Linked DNA regions of Sus scrofa: region 2 is linked to region 1. A link is a contact called in public HiChIP or PLAC-seq data. All regions are on one chromosome and are shown on one strand. Each heading gives the region's core, a stretch centred on a gene start, on an enhancer-like site or on the middle of the called end of the contact. The rest is flanking DNA. Distances are from core to core; before and after follow the strand shown.

Region 1 (3,664 bases), core at 710-3,209:
GTCGACCAGCGGCGCCGCGGAGCTGGCTTTAAGGTGGACGCCGAATGGTAATTCGCCCGGGCCTCTTTAAGAGCCTCTGCGCTCCAGCCTTTAAATCTCCGCTCCCGCCCGGCCAACTTCGGAGCCTGCAGACGCCTCCCCGGTCCTAGGCGATCCCGGGCCGCCACCCTAACCGGGTTCCCGTTGAATCTCAGGCCGTGTTTCTTTCTATGAAACTGCTGCGCTACCTACTGCGCTAACGAGGCACCTATCCATGTTTCTTTCTAGATTCTACCCTCAGCGTCGCTTCCCCCAGGCCCTCCTGGTGCCTGATTCCTGGGCCTAAAGTTCATTTCAGTGGAGGCAACAGACGGGCACAGGCGACACTCCCGATCCATTTCATTGTTTCAGTTCCGCTATCTGCTCTCCAACGGCGTCATTTTTTCCTTACTTTAAAAACTGAGGTATAATTCACATACCATAAAATTCCAGCATTTAAAATGGACAATTTAGTGGGTTTTAGTACATTTACAAAGTCATGCAACCATCACCCTTATCTAATTGCGGAACGTTTCATAACACCCTCCCCCCTAAAAAAACCCAAAAACAAATGAACCCACTTGCAGTCGCTCTCCATTCCCCCTTCCTCCCAGCCCCTGGAAACTGCTAATCTACGTTCTGTCTCCATGGATTTGCCTACTCAGGACATTTCATGTAAGTGGAATCATACATGTGGTCTTTTGTAACCCAGCTTCCTTCACTTGGCAAGATATTTTCAAGGTTCATCCACGTTGCGGCATGTAGCAATACTTCATGCCTTTTTGTGACTGAATAGAATTCCATTGTGTGGGTACCCCACATGTCATCTTTCATCAGCTGAAGAACAGTTAGGTTGATTGCATTTGGGGGCTATTATGAATACAGCTGCTATGAACTTTGTGGGCAAGTCTTTGTATGAACACTTTCATTTCTGTTGGGTATATACCTCAGAATAGAATTGTGGGTTATATGCTAACTACGCATAACATTTTGAGGAGCCCCCACACTGTTTTCCAAAGCGACTGCACAATTTTTTATTCTGACCAACCATGTATAAGCGTTCCATGCCTCCACATCCTTGCTAACACTTGGTATCATGTCTTTTTTATTATAGCCATGCTATTGGAGAGTAACGGGGAGCGGTATCTCATTGTAGTTCGACGTCATTTTTGAGGACCTTCTTTTAGTAGGACATCATCGCGGAGGTGACTTGGAACCAGGTTTGCACATCCAGGGAAGCCATTCATTTTGAGAGCTTCACCCACCACCCCAGGCCTGGGGGAACCTTGCTGCCCTGAGTCCTTCATGCCATGCTTGGGACTCCCAATCTGATGCCAGTTTCTTTTCTTTTTCTTTTTTTCTTTTTTTCTTTTTGTCTTTTTGCACTTTCTAGGCCCGCTCCCTCAGCATATGGAGGTTCCCAGGCTAGGGGTCGAATCGGAGCTATAGCCACCAGCCTACGCCAGAGCCACAGCAACACGAGCCACCTCTGCAACCTACACCACAGCTCAAGGCAACGCTGGATCCTTAACACACTGAGCAAGGCCAGGGATGGAACCTGCAACCTCATGGTTCCTAGTCAGATTCGTTAACCACTGAGCCACGACAGGAACTCCCTCTTTTTCTTTTTCTTTTTCAAATCATTTTTAGGGCCGCACCTGCAACATATGAAAGTTCCCATTCTAGGGGTCGAATCCGAGCTACAAATGCTGGTCTCTGCCACAGCCACAGCCACGCCAGGGCATTGCAGTAAAACTTTCCTCCAGAACTCCCTACCTCATTGTGGTCCCTGAGGGTTCAAGGTCTTACCTTTAGACATCAGGAGAACACAGGCCCACCCCACCCAGCCAGTGGACCAAGATTCAGGGCCTTCTGACCCCAGGGCCTCCACTCTTTCCTTCTGTCTTGTGGCCTCAGCAGCAGGTCAGTTGTGTGTGTGTTTGGTGTTGGGAAAGCGGGAGAAGGTGAAGAAAACACAAGCGCTCGTCTCAGTCCCATTCGGGCCTGTGGCTGGAATCACTCTTTTGCAGACTGTGGAGCACCAACCAGGGGTTAGCAGAAGAGGCTCACCCCACCCCCAGGCCCATTCTTCCCTCAGCTGACCTTTCTTCTGTGCCAAGTACAAGGCCTTTCTTCCCCCAGGCTGCCCTGATCTGGTGCCAAGAACTATGTAGTCTTCTCTCAGGGTTGTCATGTCTTTACCAATCAGGTTCAGACATTTCTTTTTTCTTTTCTTTTCTTTTTTTTTTTTTTTTTTTTTTTTTGTCTTTTTAGGGCTGCACCCACAGCATATGGAGGTTCCCAGGTTAGGAGTCCAATCGGAGCTGTTGCTGCCAGCCTACACCAGAGCCACAGCAATGCCAGATCCGAGCAGCATCTGTGACCTACACCACAGCTCACAGCAACGCCGGATCCTTAACCCACTGAGCGAGGCCAGGGATCGAACCCGCAACCTCGTGGTTCCCAGTCAGATTCGTTTCCACTGGGCCATTATGGGAACTCCAGGTTCAGCCATTTCTCATCTTCAGTTCTCCCTGCACCCGCCACACCCAAGATTTTTTTCTGTGATGCTTGTGGTCTATCCTTCACATTGGTTCCCTCTTGCTCTCTGCAGCCAGAAGAGCAGTTTTCAATCAATTTCCCATTCATGGCCAAACTTCTCCAACCCGCTTTTTTTTTAATTAATTAATTAATTTTGGGGTGGGGGCCTCACGTGTGGCATATGGAAGTTCCCAGACTAGGGTTCAGATCGAAGCTACAGCTGCCAGCCTACACCACAGCCACAGCAACGTGGGATCCAAGCTGCATCTGCAACCTACACTACAGCTCACAGAAACACCAGATCCTTAATGCACAGAGCAAGGCCAAAGATTAATCCCAAGACCTCATGGATACTAGTCAGGTTCTTAACCTTCTGAACCACAACGGAAACTCCAAAAGTTTTTGATCATTTGTTTTTCTCCCTTTGGTCACTTGCAGTGAGTGACTTTTAAACATTTTGGCCTGCAACCTATAGGAACAAAGAGGTTTGGCATTGTAAACCAAAACATGTGCATATACACCGCTGAAACAAAAATTTCAAGAAACAATACTTACTATTACTACATACGATGTACTCTGACTTGCTCTACACTGTTTCATTAGAAAATGCTAGCGAGACCTACTAAATTGATTTCATACCCCACTAATGGGCTGTGACCTACAGTTTGAAAAACTCTGAACCCCATTTTGACACCTAGAGTCTCAGCATAGCAACATGATAAAAATTTGTCAAGGAAGAAAAGTCCAAAATTCCCAACTTGGCTCAGCAGTGATGAACCCAACTAGTATCCATGAGGACAGGGGTACGATCCCTGGCCTCGCTCAGTGGGTTAAGGATCCGGCATTGCTGTGAGCTGTGGTGTAGGTCACAGACATGGCTCGGACCCCAAGTTGCGGTGGCTGTGGTGTAGGTTGGCAGCTAGACCTCTGATTCAACCCCTAGCCTGGGAACTTCCATATGCCATGGGTGCGGCCCTAAAAAGACCAAAAAAAAAAAAAAAAAAAAAGGTCCACTCTAGGATTTTGAAACACATGCTGGGACCATAGTTTGAAAAGGGTTCTGAGTTTCAAAGGCTGAGGGGATTCTGCCTTCTAGGTAGGACAT
Region 2 (4,038 bases), core at 679-3,178, 83 kb before region 1:
CCCTTCTTTCTTTTCTTTTGTTTTTGGCTGCACCTGGGGCATGCAGAAGTTCCTGGGCCAGGGACTGAACCCATGCCAAGGCAGTGACCTAAGCCACAGCAGTGACAATGCTGGATCCTTAACCCACTGAGCTACCAGGGAACTCCTTCCTTTCTCCAAATTTCTATACCATTCAGATCCTCAACGAAATGGACAACCCCCAAGCATACTACACTCAGGACATAGCTCAAGTGCTAATCTCATCCAGAAACACCCTCACAGATGCACCCAGAATCAGAATATCTGGACACCCATGGTCCAGTCAAGTAAACACGTAAAGTTAGCTGAGATGAGGAGAGGGGAGGCCCTACTAGTTTGGCATGTTGTCACCTGGTACTGGTGCCCTTGGGTATGTTGCACTTAGAGCTACTGAGGGAGCCTTGCTCCCCAACACTGAGGCTCTTTGGTGCATAGCCTTTAACCCTCCTCGAGTGGGCAGATTATTAACCCATTTCCCCAGAGGAAGAACTCCTTTTCAATACCTTGGCTAACTGTAGACCTAACTAAATGATACGTCTAATTGTATCTGCTGTTCCAGTTGAGGGTCTCTTACTAGATCAAATCAACATAGACTCTCGTACCCAGAAGACTGCAGTTGATCTCAAATGTTCTAATGCTTTTTTATTGTAGCAATTAGAAAACAGGAGAGAAAAGGTTGCTTTCACCTGGTAGAGAAATACACCATTTTCCTCAGCATGATGTCACCTCTCTGTTTCTGTACTACAACTTAGATGCATAAGACTTAGAAGCATAAGACACTGTCTTCCTATCCCATTGGACATCATGCTAGAGTAAAATATTGATGATGTCATGATGATCATGATGATCAAATCTGGACCTGGTCTGGGAATTGAGACCCCGCTTCAAGCCACTGCACACTGTAGCAAAAAACCAAAACCAAAACCAAAAACACCCAAACTGTTCTGACACCTTCCAGCATCATTAAGCAAGCCTTGCCTGCATGGTGCCACCAGCTCCATTTTCATAGGAAATCAGTCTACCTTTTCCTTCTCACCATACATATTTGGGGGATGTGGATGGCAATGCTGAGTTCTATGAAATTCCTCTCCCAGAGGTGACTCGAAGGGAAAGGAATGAACTTTTCACACTTTCTGCCAACATTTTATTTGAGGTTGTGAGCTTCCTAAAGACTCAGGGATGAGAGGCACAGACCCATCCCTCCGTATACCACACCGATCGCTTCCAGGCCTGGTACTTCCCTGGGGGGAGGGACTGGGTGTGAGCAGCCCTCCCCCTTCACGAGGTCACAGAGCCACCTCACCATCTCAGGGCAACCTCGCCTTGCCTCAGAACAGAAAGATTGTGTCGCTGCTGGAAACAAGAGAGATTATGAAATCTGATGATCTGTGAAGTTGTCGGTCACAAGTTGGGGTTCTATTCGCTAAGCAACTGTCATGAAAACATTACACATTTTCATCAAGATAAAGCCACAATAGCTTTGAGCACCATCATATGGGAAAATACCGATCACAGCCCTGGCAACCACCAACCGCACCACTGACAAAACACTTCAGCCCCTTGGAAATCATGGATTAGACCCACTGGAGCTCTGGCGAGGGATTTGGCAATGTCTGTGGAGAGGGATTCCTGTCACCACAGAAGAGCGCAGGCCAATGGGTCTCAGACTTCCCCAGGCAGCAGAATCACCTGAGGGCTTATTAACCATGGGTTGCTGAGCCCCACCCCAGAGTCTCTGACGTAATAAATCTGGGGTGGGGAGAATTTTTTACAAGTTCCCAGGTGCTGCGCAGTTACTGAGAACTGCTGGCCCAGCTGGGGGCTTTGGAATCTGCCCTGTCAATAAGCTCAATCTATGACTGAGGCCTGAGGGAGTCCCTCACACATTGTGTGAAGTGCTGGCTGCAGAGTGAACAGGCCAGAGGCCAGGGTCTTGGGCGTCTCCCAGGGAGCGGGTGTTTAGATCCAGAGGGGGGCAAGTGCTGGAGTTCACCCAACAGTTCCTAAGAGGGTCCACCAGCCTGGGCCTGTGTGAACCATTTGCCAAATTATGGTGAACTTGCTACACTCCGGATCCAGGGTCCCCAGGGTGTATGTTAATCTAGGTACAAGCGGCCCTGGGGGTGGGGGAGGGGGGCAGTCCCAGAGGGCAGGGCAGAGAGCAGGGGCAGGCGGTAGAGGGGCTGACCTTTGGCATCCCAGGACTGCTCTGCAGCTGAAACCAGAGGCCTTCCCTACAAACACGGTGAGGCTGGAAAGGGATCCATCTGCTCTGTGATGGTGCCCCCTGGTGGACAAGGGGGACACTGGCCCAGCTTCCCAGGAATCTCAAATAGGGACGGATAATACATTCTACTAGTAGTGCGGCTACTACTACAGAAATAACACTGGATGGAAGTGGTTCAGCGGTAATGCACCTGGCTAGCATCCATGAGGACGAGGGTTTGGTCCCTGGCCTCGCTCAGTGGGTTGAGGATCTGGCATTGCTGTGAGCTGTGGTACAGGTCACAGACACAGCTCGGACCTGGTGTTGCTGTGGCTGTGGTGTAGGCTGGCAGCTGTAGCTCCAATTAGACCCCTAGCCTGGGAACCTCCATATGCCACGGGTGTGGCCCTAAAAAGACAAAAGACGAAAAAAAAAAAGATAGAAAGAAAAAAGAACAGCATCTGTGAAGTATGGGAGATTATTCTCCGTGAATGCCAGCACATAGCATTCTTTGAATCATTTAACTCTCACAGCAGCAGGGGTCAATACTCACGAGTCCATTTTTTGGATGAGGGAACCCAGGCCCATAGTGTTGGAATAACTCTCCAAGGTCTGTGAGGAAGTGTCCTCTGATTCCAGTTTGAGGTTGGCACGGAGGACACCCTTGGAGTCCTGGCTGTGCCACTCAGGCCTGTGAGAACTGGAGAGACCTACTGAACATCTCTGAAGCACAGAATCCTCCCCTGAGGGAAGTTTAGTGTCCTCCTGGGGGCACAGTGAGGGCCTTGCTGCTCTGCAGCCCAGGGGTGCCATTCACATAAATGCCGGGTCAGGGGTGTGCCCTCCTACCCACCTCACCGGACTGTGTAACCCGGGCCCTGCCCAGCCCAGAGCAAGCCCTCAACAAATGGCATTTCAGCTCTTTGCTCAACAGAGAGGCGTCTCTGTCAGTGAATCCCACCTCCTACCTTAGCCTTTGATACTAGACCGCCCAGAGAAAGTGCACGTCACTTCTGAAGAAATCCCTCACTGAGCAGAGAGCAGAATGACAAGAGAGAGGGATTAACTCTGTTGGAGCTTCAGAGGGAGGAAATCTGGCCCTCCTTGGACCCAGGAGAGCCTGGTTGGGTAACCCCCAGGGGAGAGAGCACCCCTCACCCCCTCCCTGCCACCCAGTGCAGGACAAAGGGCCTGTCCTTCCCTTGGCTCCTGCCCAGCCATGCTAGCTGGGTTGGGGGAAGCTGGCCACCTTGGCCAGCAGACTCTGAGGGCTGTGGGAGGGGCATGGTGAGGGAAAACACGGATCTCATTGGCCATGGAGACCCAAATGAAGAGAGGGTTTGGGGAAAGACTGAGGCTAGGAGGCTCTGAACCCAGCTGGGAAAAGATAGGCGTCAGGTGGGACATTGCACTTAAGCCATCGGCCAGCAGCACAGCTGGGCAGCTGTGCTCTGTACACCACCTCACATAGCTCTGCTCACCAGGAATGCCAGACTCTCAGCAATGTCAACCACAGGGCAGGAGCAAAAGTCTGGATTCATTTGGGAGCAGGGGGGTGGGGGGGGAAGAGGAGTTGATACATTAACTAGAAAACCAGCTCTGGTGTCCTTCATCCTGGGCTCCTCTAGCTGCCATCAAGTAGGGCCAAGGTGGGCTCCCAGGGGGGCCCCCGGCTGCCAGCTGCTCCCATGGGCTGGAGGCCAGAGGCCCCAGTGGTCTCACACAGTCTCTAACTGCTAGCTGAAGGGCTGGCCTTGCTCAGAAAAAAGGCTGGAAAGAGGCAGCAGGCGGACAGGCGGTGCCCCTGGGAGGAG

The links. HiChIP or PLAC-seq counts read pairs in DNA pulled down with a chosen protein or histone mark.
Region 2: an H3K27ac HiChIP or PLAC-seq map of alveolar macrophages shows a contact between it and region 1. The contact joins the enhancer-like site here to the promoter of MRAS in region 1. A contact is called at or near these places in 1 of 5 promoter capture datasets (liver), 14 of 47 Hi-C or Micro-C datasets (alveolar macrophages, brain, embryonic fibroblasts and 8 more) and 2 of 2 datasets of contacts at active chromatin or transcription factors (alveolar macrophages and skeletal muscle).

The regions. Positions count from the first base shown.
Region 1 is chr13:79,135,784-79,139,447 of Sscrofa11.1, reverse strand. MRAS (ras-related protein M-Ras) reads right to left here and starts at 1,959. Exons shown (of 7, transcript XM_021069517.1): 1 at 1,828-1,959.
Region 2 is chr13:79,218,526-79,222,563 of Sscrofa11.1, reverse strand. No RefSeq gene overlaps it. Among named protein-coding and RNA genes, the nearest start is that of ESYT3, 25 kb to the left of the region's middle. Within about 2 kb of position 1,928, at least 13 of the 83 cell types and tissues checked have an H3K27ac peak or open chromatin away from gene starts, as enhancers often do. A contact at or near this core is called in alveolar macrophages, embryonic fibroblasts and omental adipose tissue, where this site is marked.